2 separate regions of the Mus musculus genome follow, and region 1 is linked to region 2. Evidence: chromatin contacts called from public promoter capture Hi-C data. All regions are on one chromosome and are shown on one strand. The core of a region is the stretch at or near the end of the contact, and the rest is flanking DNA. Distances in the headings are between cores, read along the strand shown. Region 1 overlaps Dyrk1a (dual-specificity tyrosine-(Y)-phosphorylation regulated kinase 1a). Region 2 overlaps Vps26c (VPS26 endosomal protein sorting factor C).

Region 1 (5,536 bases), core at 1,756-4,255, 130 kb after region 2:
CTAATCTAGTTCTTCCTACAGTGGAGGAACCTGACTGAAAGTGCTGGCTTTTTAAAAGTTAATGATTAATTGTCTACTTAGCAAACCTTAGTATTTCCTTTCCTAGAAATCCTAGTGCTGCTCATGTGGTAAGGAGTCTAATTTAGTGAGTGAACCGCTTTTGAGCATTTTAAGTCTTTAATTTGTTTCTAAAACTAGTACTTACATTTTCCTAAATTCTACTTTTTAATTGCTTTGAAAAGAAATGATGTTACGCTACAGACATTTAAATGTAGGCTGCTTTACCCCAGAGCATCTGCCACCAGGCAGAGGATGTTTCCTTATGTCTCAGACCTTGAAGAGACTGCCGTAGTACCGAGGCTTTATTGGTCACCCCTTTCAGTGATAAGGGAAGTTCTGTGGTATGTACAGTGCTTGTAAGGTATGCTGGAGACCGCCTTGTGTACGTGCAAAGTGCTCTTGTTGCTGCAGATTGGAAACTAGGCTGAGTTAGGGATCTGAGTGAAGGAGACTTTAGAGCTTTGGCTGAAGTATGAAAGTATGAATGTGATTAGATTTTTTTTTTTTTTTTGCTTCGTGCCTTTATAATTGAGAATTAAAGGGGGCTCAATAAACTTGCAAGTATTTTAAAAACAGGCCAAATGATACTGAAGTTGGATGTATGAGTGTGAGCTATCTAAGGGTTAATGAGTGAGTTTTAGCTCTCAGTAGATGTTGTTAGTATGGTGTAGTGTGTGTAGGTGTTAGTGTGGTGTAGTGTGTGTAGATGTTAGTGAGGTGTAGTGTGTGTAGATGTTAGTGAGGTGTAGTGTGTGTAGATGTTAGTGAGGTGTAGTGTGTGTAGATGTTAGTGAGGTGTAGTGTGTGTGGATGTTAGTGAGGTGTAGTGTGTGTAGATGTTAGTGAGGTGTAGTGTGTGTAGATGTTAGTGAGGTGTAGTGTGTGTAGATGTTAGTGAGGTGTAGTGTGTGTAGATGTTAGTGAGGTGTAGTGTGTGTAGATGTTAGTGAGGTGTAGTGTGTGTAGATGTTAGTGAGGTGTAGTGTGTGTGTAGATGTTAGTGAGGTGTAGTGTGTGTAGATGTTAGTGAGGTGTAGTGTGTGTGTATGTTAGTGAGGTGTAGTGTGTGTAGATGTTAGTGAGGTGTAGTGTGTGTGGATGTTAGTGAGGTGTAGTGAGTGTTGATGTTAGTGAGGTGTAGTGTATGTAGATGTTAGTGAGGTGTAGTGTGTGTAGATGTTAGTGTGGTGTAGTGTGTGTTGATGTTAGTGTGGGGATGATTCTGGGCTCACACCTTATTTGTATCAACTACTGAGATACAAAATTACTTTAATATAAAAGGTATTTTTGTTTTTCCTATAGACAGGAGAAATTATTGTTGATTCACCAATACTATTTAGAAGATGGTTTGGGAAGGCTTAGATTTTTTTTTTATCTGTAGGATTTTTGTTATGGACTAACATTCAAAAAATGCAGTTGGTAGGATGAAAAGTTAGTACTCAGTAGCCTTTAGGTTTTCTTCCAGCTTGAAAGTTCTGTTATTGAAACCTCTGCACCTTGCAAGAAACCTGCTGTTTCTATCTTGGTACCTGTGGACTTTGAATGCTTTATTTTATTTTTATTTTTATTTTTTTATTTTTCAAGTCAAAAATCCTTGAGTAGAGAGAGAACATGGGAAGAAATTAGGGGACAGGAGTGAGTAGTGGGTGTTGGGGCTAGGCTGGAGATGGTGAAGAGTGACTTTAATTTTCAGTGTTTGTTTATAGTTGCTTTTGATTTTTTTTGTAGTTTTCCAGAACCACTGTTTGAGTGTGGCAGTCTCTACTCGCTGGCTGCTGCCCTGTGCTTAGCTCCTCCAGGCCCTTCCCTTCCTCCTCTACACAGCGGCAGCCTTAGGCATCGAATCCACTCACTTTCCCTAAGCTTAAAGTGTTCTGTGTCTTCCTAGGAAATATTTTTACAAATGATGCGAGTCTTTCTGGAGACATATACTGGCTCTGTAGAAAATTATTTAAAAGTAATAACTTCTCAACGTTGTGGGACAAATCTACATTCCATTTAGGTGAGGATAATTGCTAGGAATGGTGACATAAGTTCATGTATTTTAAAATGTGTCTTTGTGAGGTACAAGTGATAACTGTCTCTTTGACATATTTTAAAGTATGTGATATTAAAGAAATTCCCTCAACCACAAGATTGTCAGAACACTGATTTAAAAAAATAAACAAAACCCAAAAACAACTGTCGTCGTAGCTATTAAAATGTATTAACAGAGTTCGACGGTGTACATATAGTATCTAAATTGTGGCTACAATTGTAGTTGAATGCCATTCTCAGCTAGGAGAATGACTTGCATGGTTCCAGCCTGCATGTACTAAACCTTATGTGATTAACACTTCTTACATTTTATTCTTTGTGAAGTTATGTACATAATAAACGGTTAACAGGATTACATATTAAAAGTTACCATAATAAAAGATAAAATACTACTTTTTCCTAACCCCAAAATACTTCCTTGAGCTTTGTTAATATTCACCTCAACTATAGTTTTATGAAGATTAAAATGGTATGTAGGGTTTTCCTAAAGTGTAACGTTTCAGAATCTCTGTAAATGTATAGAAAGTCATTTAAACAATACCTAAATATTGAAGGCTGCAGGTGTTAGAAAAACAAATGTCTATGAAGTAAAAAGTTAAAAATTTAACAGATAACTGCTTTTAACAATATTCCCCATGTGTTAGCATCTGTTTGTTTTTGTAGTACAAAGTAGATTAAGATCTAATCCTTTATAGTTGCTGTTAATTTTGTTCTAAACCTGAAAGTGTTAACAGCAACTTGAAAATGTGACAAAGCTCAATTTCATTTCTTGTTTATTGCATGTTTTCCTATTGGACAATTGGAAGTAGCTCTACCCTGGCAACTAAAATAGTCTATTTGCATAACCTAGTTTGATTGGCTAGCATTCTGACTAACAGCTCCAATCATATGGTCCCGGTTTAGTGGTAGGCTATGCTAATTAGCTGCTGTTGCTGGGGTTCAGGATGCTTTCTGTGTGCTTTTCTGCATTGTGTTGCCTGCAGAGAGACATTGATAAACGCGAGATTAATGATCTGCAGCAGTTCCCACTCACTGCGGGCAGGCGGACTTTAGAAGACAAGTGGAAATAAGGATTTAATTGCTCTGTTTAATGTTTGTACCAAATAAGTGTATTAAATTATAGAAGTGAAGTTGTAAATCTTGATTAATTAAATATAACATAAAAGGCACTTTTGCTTTGTCTTTTGATATCACTCTGAGGTACCAGCACTATGTAAAGATTTTTCTAAAACTGTTTAGTAAATCGATCCTTTTGAGACTAGAAATAGTACCAGTTTGCAGTCAGTGGCATATATGGCTCTTTTCACAATCGTGATTTCCTGCAGTAATACCTGTGTGTAGTATATTACTGTAAACTCTCGGATAGAATTTATCTTGTATTCCATGTCATCTAGCAGATAAGAGAATGATGAACTTTGGTTCCCTGTCCATGTTCTTCTCTTCAGTTTGAAAATCACGTTGTATTCATTTACTGCTGTCATTTTCCTAATTGAAACCATTGACTGTTTAAGACACTGCTTTACTGCTCCTTATCTTTGGTTGACAACAAATCTACAAGGGTATGGCTAGGTGGATAGTTCTGTGGAAATCAGAAAGGTCAAAGCCTTGTTGATGAGATATAAGAGCTGAGACAGAAACATACACCTTGTTAGACGAGAATGCAAAGTGACCACAGCAGAGTGCCACCACCATGGCAGAGTACCACCACCACGGCAGAGTGCCACTGGGTTAATTTGAATGATTTGATGGGGTGGTCTCTAGCATTATTTTTAAAACTGAACTTGAACCCAACGTTCATATTTATTTTGCTTCCTGACTGTGCTTGTGTTTTCGTCAGTTTCTGGGCCTTAGTAAGGCATCGAGGAAGCCTGACCTGCCCCCCCCCCCCCCCCCCCACACACACACACACATAGCGCATACCACACAGAGCCCCCTGGGCCCTGCCGCCTGACCTGCTCTTGGAAGGACTTTACCCTCAGTGTGCCTGGACACACCCACACCATAGGTGGATTCTGGTGATTTCCCATGAAGGTACACAGTCCTATTGACAGATTTAAGACGGCTGAATTTTGTTGGAGGCTATGTTGTTGGGGAACCTATATCAAATGGTGTGTCAATCCCTGGACCATTCTCAGTGTTGCTTCAGAAGCTCTGGAAGGACTCAGGGCTCTCCAGAGCTCCATCAGAGGATCTGCTTGCTCCACACCTCTCCTGTGTTCCTTACACCAAGAACAGCAGACCAGCACTGCCCCCCCCCCCCCCCCCCCCAGTCATCCTGCAGATCACACTCCTCTGATTGGCTGCACTGTAAACAGAACAGACACAGAGAAGAGACAAGCCACCATCCCTCAGCCCTAGGACTTTTGACCAAGGGATGAAAGAATGTCTAGTCTGAGCAAATGTTAACAACACAGCCCTTAATACTGTGGTTTGGTAAAGTATGGCGTACAGATGAAATAGCTGGGCGAGTTATAGGAATGAAGAATTTTACTTAGGATGTGGATCTAATGAATAAAACAGCATTTTGGTGAGTAAGTACAGGTGCTTATCCTGATCAAGGTTTCTAGTGTTTAATCATTTTATCGTCTGAGATTCCAAACTGGCTGGTGTCATCCAGTGTCTCAGAATCAGAGCTATCATCTTACTGTTCAGCTAGTGTTCCTGGCGTTTTTCTTCCTTGTTTGTTTGTTTGTTTGTTTGTGGTTAGCAGTGCTTTGCATTTTCTGAGTCTATTAACATAGGGCACTTTTAAACTTTTTTTATTTTCTTGTTTGGCCCTAAGCCCTTGAAACACCCAAAATGGTCTGAACTTGTTTGTCTTCAGTTTTCTAAAATACTTACCCATTTAACTGTTCTGTCCATTTATTAAAGAACTAGTTAGGTCAGGGGGACAGGATAATTGGATAGTTCTGCAGACTTGTGAAGAGTGAAAATAAAACCAAACTAACTTGATTATTAGTTATATTTTTCTTTAGCCATGTATTATGAAGATATTTTAGAAAATAATCTTATTATTTATTATAACCTGTTTTATTTATTCTCAGTGTCAAAGCGGCTTGAACTTAAGTTAGAGTTTAATGGAAAGGATGTGATTTGACTTACAGGGCAGGGCAGGGCAGGGCAGGGCAGGGCAGGGCAGGGCAGGGAGAGCTCTGGACTGGGACTGGACAATCACTGCCTTTTCTTGCAGTGGCGATTGGTTTTTGAGACAAGAGTTTCTCTGTGTCCTGGTTGTACTGGAACTTGCTTTGTAGACCAGGCTAGCCTTGAACTCAGATTCATCTATTTGCCTCTGTCTGGCTTAGACAAGCATTGTGAGTGGAAGTAGCATCTGTGTGGTCTGGAGGTAGTGCTGTGAGGTCTCAGAATGTGGATGATGGCTCATCAAATGCAGGGAAGTAGATTGATAATGTAGTTGAGGGTTTGGAGAGCGATGGTG
Region 2 (5,116 bases), core at 1,146-3,645:
GACATTTATTGAAACACTTGGTTTTTACATTCCTGTAGACAGAATTTCCTTTTTTTTTTCTTTCTTTATTTTGTTTTTTTTTCTTCTTCTTCTTTTAGATTCTATGGGTAAAGATCAAAACACAGGGGATATAGGTGAAGAGGAAAACACCCCAAAGAAAAATGAGCACTGTCCTTATTTTTGCCAGTATGGGCAAAGAGGTGCCTGTCACCACACTACAGAAACTCAGCTCTGAGTTTAGGGTACACACAGACCCATACAGATAGAGAAGTATTTCTCCAGGTTCGGTCACCATGGCACATAGAGGCTACCAGTGTGTAGCAGAGCTAGAGTTATAGTGTTATGTACATATAGTAGTTGCAGCTAGGGTTATAGTGACTCTGAAATTTGTACAAGTGTTTCAGAAAGCCTCTGAGGCCAGGCAGTGCATGGCAGGGTCAGGTTCCCTGCAGAGAGGCAGGTACTGTGTGAAGCTGCAGTTATACCTGGAGTTGGAATGGGAAAGCTCCAGAATGCTGGCGATGCAAGGAGCGAAACTTCTGCCAAGAAAAGCAGCAGGCAAGAAAGCTGATCAAAGACAGTGATTATGTTTACTGCATGCACTAGAACTGGATGGCTGGGACTTCCCAAAGCTACTGGAGCCCAGATGCTGGACATGGTGACGAAAAAATGAGGGCTCTGACCTGCTAGGTTTAGTATTGTGTTGGTTCGGTTTTTCAGGCTTTGGCCCTGTTGTTTCTCCCTTTCTGAATGGGAATGTTTACTCTATGCCTATGCTGAAAGTATGCTATATGTCTTTATAAAGGCTCACAGTTGGGTCTCTGAGAAACTCTAGTCTTTACACCAGTGTTAAACTTGTTAAGATCATGGGACTTTTTAAGTTGAAATGGATGCTATTGTTGTAAAACCATGATGTGTTTTGGTGTCAAACTGTCAGAGTGGACTTGTGGTTAACCTTATTCTCACCTTAACTAAATTTGGAATCTTGTAAGAGACATACCTGTAGGTATATCTTCAGGGGAATGAATTTCTAGAGATGTTTAACAGAGGAGAGAAGGCCTGCCTAGAATGTGGGTGGCACCATCCATGGGGAATAAAAAGAAAAATCAAGACAGCAAACCTGATAACAGCATTTCTCTGAAACCTGGTCTACCCAGATGTGAGCGAGCAGCCTCCTACAGTTATGGCTTTTCCACCACAATGGACATAGGTCCTGAAGTGTGACCCACAATAAGCCTGCCTTCCTTTAAGTTGTTTCCTGTTGGATATTTACTCACATACTACTTACCTGACAACTGTCAAGGCTTTTCCTATAGACTCACGGTATTTCTGCTTGGCTCACAGTTGACTCTGGATGGGGCCTTGCAGCAGGCTCTACTGCCTACACACACCTACTTACGCAGCTTCTTACCCTTTTTTGAGTCATCAAGAAGCTGAATGCTAAGCCAGGCGTGGTGGCGCACGCCTTTAATCCCAGCACTCAGGAGGCAGAGGCAGGCGGATTTCTGAGTTCGAGGCCAGCCTGGACTACAAAGTGAATTCCAGAACAGCCAGGGCTACACAGAGAAACCCTGTCTCGAAAAACCAAAAAAAAAAAAAAAAAGCTGCAGCCTGCGTGCAAGGCGCTTCTTCCCTGTGGCCCAGACCCTTCCTAGACTCCACAGGCCAGGCCTGGACTGCTTACCCACTTTGAAGTTGGTGGTCTCCAGTGTTGGACAGGTGAACAGTCTGGGGAAGACCATGTACAGGGGAACAGAAAGGTTTCTACAAATGTCCCCATCAGCGATTTGAATATTCTGAATCTCTGTGGCATCTCGTGCATAGCCTTCTGCACACCCTGGAGAAAGAGGAAACATCATGGGGTCAGGACACCATGACACCAAAGCAAACTGGTCACCAAACTGCCCAATACTGTGCCAACCAGGATCAACACATTCACCCACTTCTCCAATTTCTTCTTCAGGACTGGGAGTTACCTTCTCTTCTACTTTGCATGTTCTCAAACATCACCACACTGGTTTTACCATGCTTCCAAGATTTAAGGTGCTGGGGACCTAATTAGTATTTCAGTGATTATCTGCAAGTGGGAATTTTGGGGTGAGTAGGCCACAGGGGCCATCAGAATAGCTCTGTTATGATGTGATGTGCCCTGCCATGTTAAGAGTACAGGAAGGGGTGTTTTAGCGGCTGACAGTACAAGTGTAGATACCTAGATACTCTAGAAGTCTTACCACAGGTCTCCACCCGGACCAACTGAAGCTCTATGCTCCGGATAGCAGCATCCGAGTGTTCCACCACCAGCTCTCCTGTCAGGGGCTGCGTGATAGCGCAGTTAGTGGAGTTCAGATGTCCTCTAATGAAGAATTTGGGAAGTGAAGCTCTCTATGGAGAACAGAGACAAAGACATCAGAAACAGAAGGAAAGGGGGCTGTCACTTATTCCAGTTGCACTGGTACAAATAAGAACTGAAAACCAAGTTGAGTAATTGTTCTATAAACCATGGAAACTTCTTTCTAAAACAAGAAGGAATAATAGCCATTTCATCTTTCAGTGGCCACCAGACTGACTCATCAACCACCCTGTACACATATTAGGGACAAACGGACATCACAGCTCACTCCGAATCAGCTCCCAACCTACACTGGCTGACAAAGCTCTCTCAGGCCGAAAGACATGAAATGTAAAAAGCCTCAGGGTTAGAAGGGTGCTTAAGGACAGCCACCCCCTCAACCCCAGGTCACAAAAGAAGAAAAAGAAAAAGGCCGTTTTAAAGTGTTCCCAATTAAGCAAGTTTGAGATGCCAATTATTTTTATTTCAAGGATACCGAAAGAGCAGTTTTCTCAACGCCCGAAGAAAAGCTTTGGGACTATTTCTCTGCAGACAGGAAGTTGGCTCAGGGGAACTGGCCCTAGCACTGGAGGAAAATAGTTGGACAGTCACTTCAGGAGTCTTCATTTCTACTAGGTTGCACTATCCAGAAGAAACAATATAAGCCACAAATTTTAAAATCATTTAGAATTTGTAATTGCCTATGAGTATAATTTAAAAATTTCTGGTAACCACATTAAAACCTGTCTACAGTATATCTAAGACGTTATCAAGCAAGAATAACAGGGAGAAGAGTGCCTGCCTGGCACAGAGAGGAGCTCTCTCTGGCTTTGATTTCTAGCGTGATCAATCAGGCATGGTAGCACACAATACCATCTTACCACTCAAGAAGTGGAGGCAGGAAGATCAGAAGTTCAAAGTCACCTTCAACTAAATACCTGAAGGCCCATCTGGAATACATGAGACCGTCTCAAAGGCTGGTGGAGGATAGTTTTATTAATAAATCTACACCAAAGATCCTCAAATATACACCAAGAACCAATATTTGAAGAAGACAGAAGCAAGGGAAAGAGAACTCTGTACCACACATGGGCCACATCCATATAAGGAGGGACATGTGAGGCATGAGTAAGGGACCTGTGTCTGCAGCAAAAGAGGACCTGGAGGGACACAGGTCTGGAGAAAGCACTTTACAGGGGAATCTGCCCGGCCCTAGGACATGATGGCTACTTCTTTCCAGAACCTTCTGAAAAGGCTCCTTATGATAATGAATGACATCAGCTATGTCTGCAGTGCCCCAAATCTTCCAGACTTGCTTTCAACCCAATTATGAGCATGAACAAAATGCAGAATTGAATACAGAATCCAGGTTTTATCCAGAAAAGAGCTGTAGACAAACAACACTACTTGCTCTGACACAAAATCAATTACAAAAAAACCCCAAAACTGGAGAAGGTGTCTGGTAGTGGAGCAGAGTGAAGGCTGGCTACAGTGGTGGGCTAGGCCAAAATAACAAACTGCCTGATACAGAGGCCCATGGGAGCCAGTAAGAGCCAAGCATCCTTGGTTCTTATGCAGAGGAATCTGCTGGTGCTTCGCGACACTTATACCCTTACTGTCCACTGCCATGGTTCTGTCCACCACCATGTCCACTGTTGTTCTGCGTCTGAATGAGAGGCCAGGGAGAGGCTGCAAACTAAGTAAAGAGTGAGAGGCCAGGCCCTGTGCCAACCATGACACTAAGGGAAGTGAAGGGGCAGGCACTGGGTCAGCGGTAGTAAAGCTCAGGGCACACATGCAGTTGAGCACATTAGCCAGGTACAGAGGTGCAGAACTGCAGTCGGAGTTGATGGCTGAGCAATATGGCAAGACATCATCAGTGCATGCAAACAGATCATAAGCGTACGAGGGACTTTTGAAAAAAGTACTCACTATCTTTTGTTTTCTAAGTAATTAATGAGCTCATCATGAAATCAATTTGCAAATAGCCCTTGGATACAAACACCATCAGAAACCTCTATCCCTGACAATTCTCAACTGAAGAACAACTGGACAATAGTTGGTCACTGGGTCAAGTCATCAGGAAAGCTGCAACACACAAGTGTGATTGAGAGACAAATACCTCTTTGACGTTCTGCAAGGTTTCCGGAGTGATCGTGAAGTCAACAGGACTTGGGGTCAACTTCCCCTTCTGAGGCTGAAATGGAGGTAAAACCACAGTGAGCCTATCAATGGAGGTAGGACCATGGGTGGAACGGCTTTTCCCTCCCAACTGAAATGAACAGCAGCTGGAAGGACTTGGTGCTGAGTGCAGTGCTGGGGTCTGGTAGCCTCTGCCCAGCACTGATGGTGACAACATACTGAGTAGCTGGTCAGAACTGCTCATGAGCTGACACGGGTACTCTACCCCTGCCCTGCTCCTCGGAGATCCCTGAGAGGTTATGGAGCAGCCTTTTCAGCTTCCTGAAGGCCTCAGAGTGAGTTCCTGAGGTGGCTCTGGTGCTATCGCAGGCAGCTCTCCAGCCGAGGGTTCTTCCATGGTCCCTCACAAGTGCTCTAACTCAGTCCTAGAACTCCTTAGGCACAGCAGTCTGATGGGTAGAGAGATGGACTGGCCACTGCTGGGCTGAGAGTGGTGCTAACAGAAGGCAAGGGGCAAGGAGCAGCTGCCTCCCTCCGTGAGACTGCACCTAGTGAGGTCTGAGAGTGTACTGAGATGTATCACATAGTTGATTCTGTGTGATCATGTAGGCCTTGAAGGACTTGCTATGACCCTCCACAAGGGGC

The links. Capture Hi-C pulls out chosen DNA fragments and counts their contacts.
Region 1: a promoter capture Hi-C map of adipose tissue shows a contact between it and region 2. The contact joins two enhancer-like sites. A contact is called at or near these places in 17 of 484 Hi-C or Micro-C datasets (B cells, CD8 T cells, bone marrow-derived macrophages and 11 more), 4 of 115 datasets of contacts at active chromatin or transcription factors (the HPC-7 cell line, bone marrow-derived macrophages, double positive thymocytes and 1 more) and 3 of 9 other capture datasets (adipose tissue, liver and pancreatic islet).

The regions. Positions count from the first base shown.
Region 1 is chr16:94,629,141-94,634,676 of GRCm38.p6, forward strand. The region is part of intron 2 of Dyrk1a (dual-specificity tyrosine-(Y)-phosphorylation regulated kinase 1a); the gene reads left to right. Among named protein-coding and RNA genes, the nearest start is that of Dyrk1a, 62 kb to the left of the region's middle. Within about 2 kb of position 3,006, at least 152 of the 459 cell types and tissues checked have an H3K27ac peak or open chromatin away from gene starts, as enhancers often do. A contact at or near this core is called in adipose tissue and bone marrow-derived macrophages, where this site is marked.
Region 2 is chr16:94,499,851-94,504,966 of GRCm38.p6, forward strand. Vps26c (VPS26 endosomal protein sorting factor C) reads right to left here. Exons shown (of 8, transcript NM_007834.3): 5 at 4,452-4,526; 6 at 2,232-2,382; 7 at 1,685-1,837. The region is part of intron 3 of Gm31323 (a long non-coding RNA gene); the gene reads left to right. Among named protein-coding and RNA genes, the nearest start is that of Vps26c, 24 kb to the right of the region's middle. Within about 2 kb of position 2,396, at least 23 of the 459 cell types and tissues checked have an H3K27ac peak or open chromatin away from gene starts, as enhancers often do. A contact at or near this core is called in adipose tissue and bone marrow-derived macrophages, where this site is marked.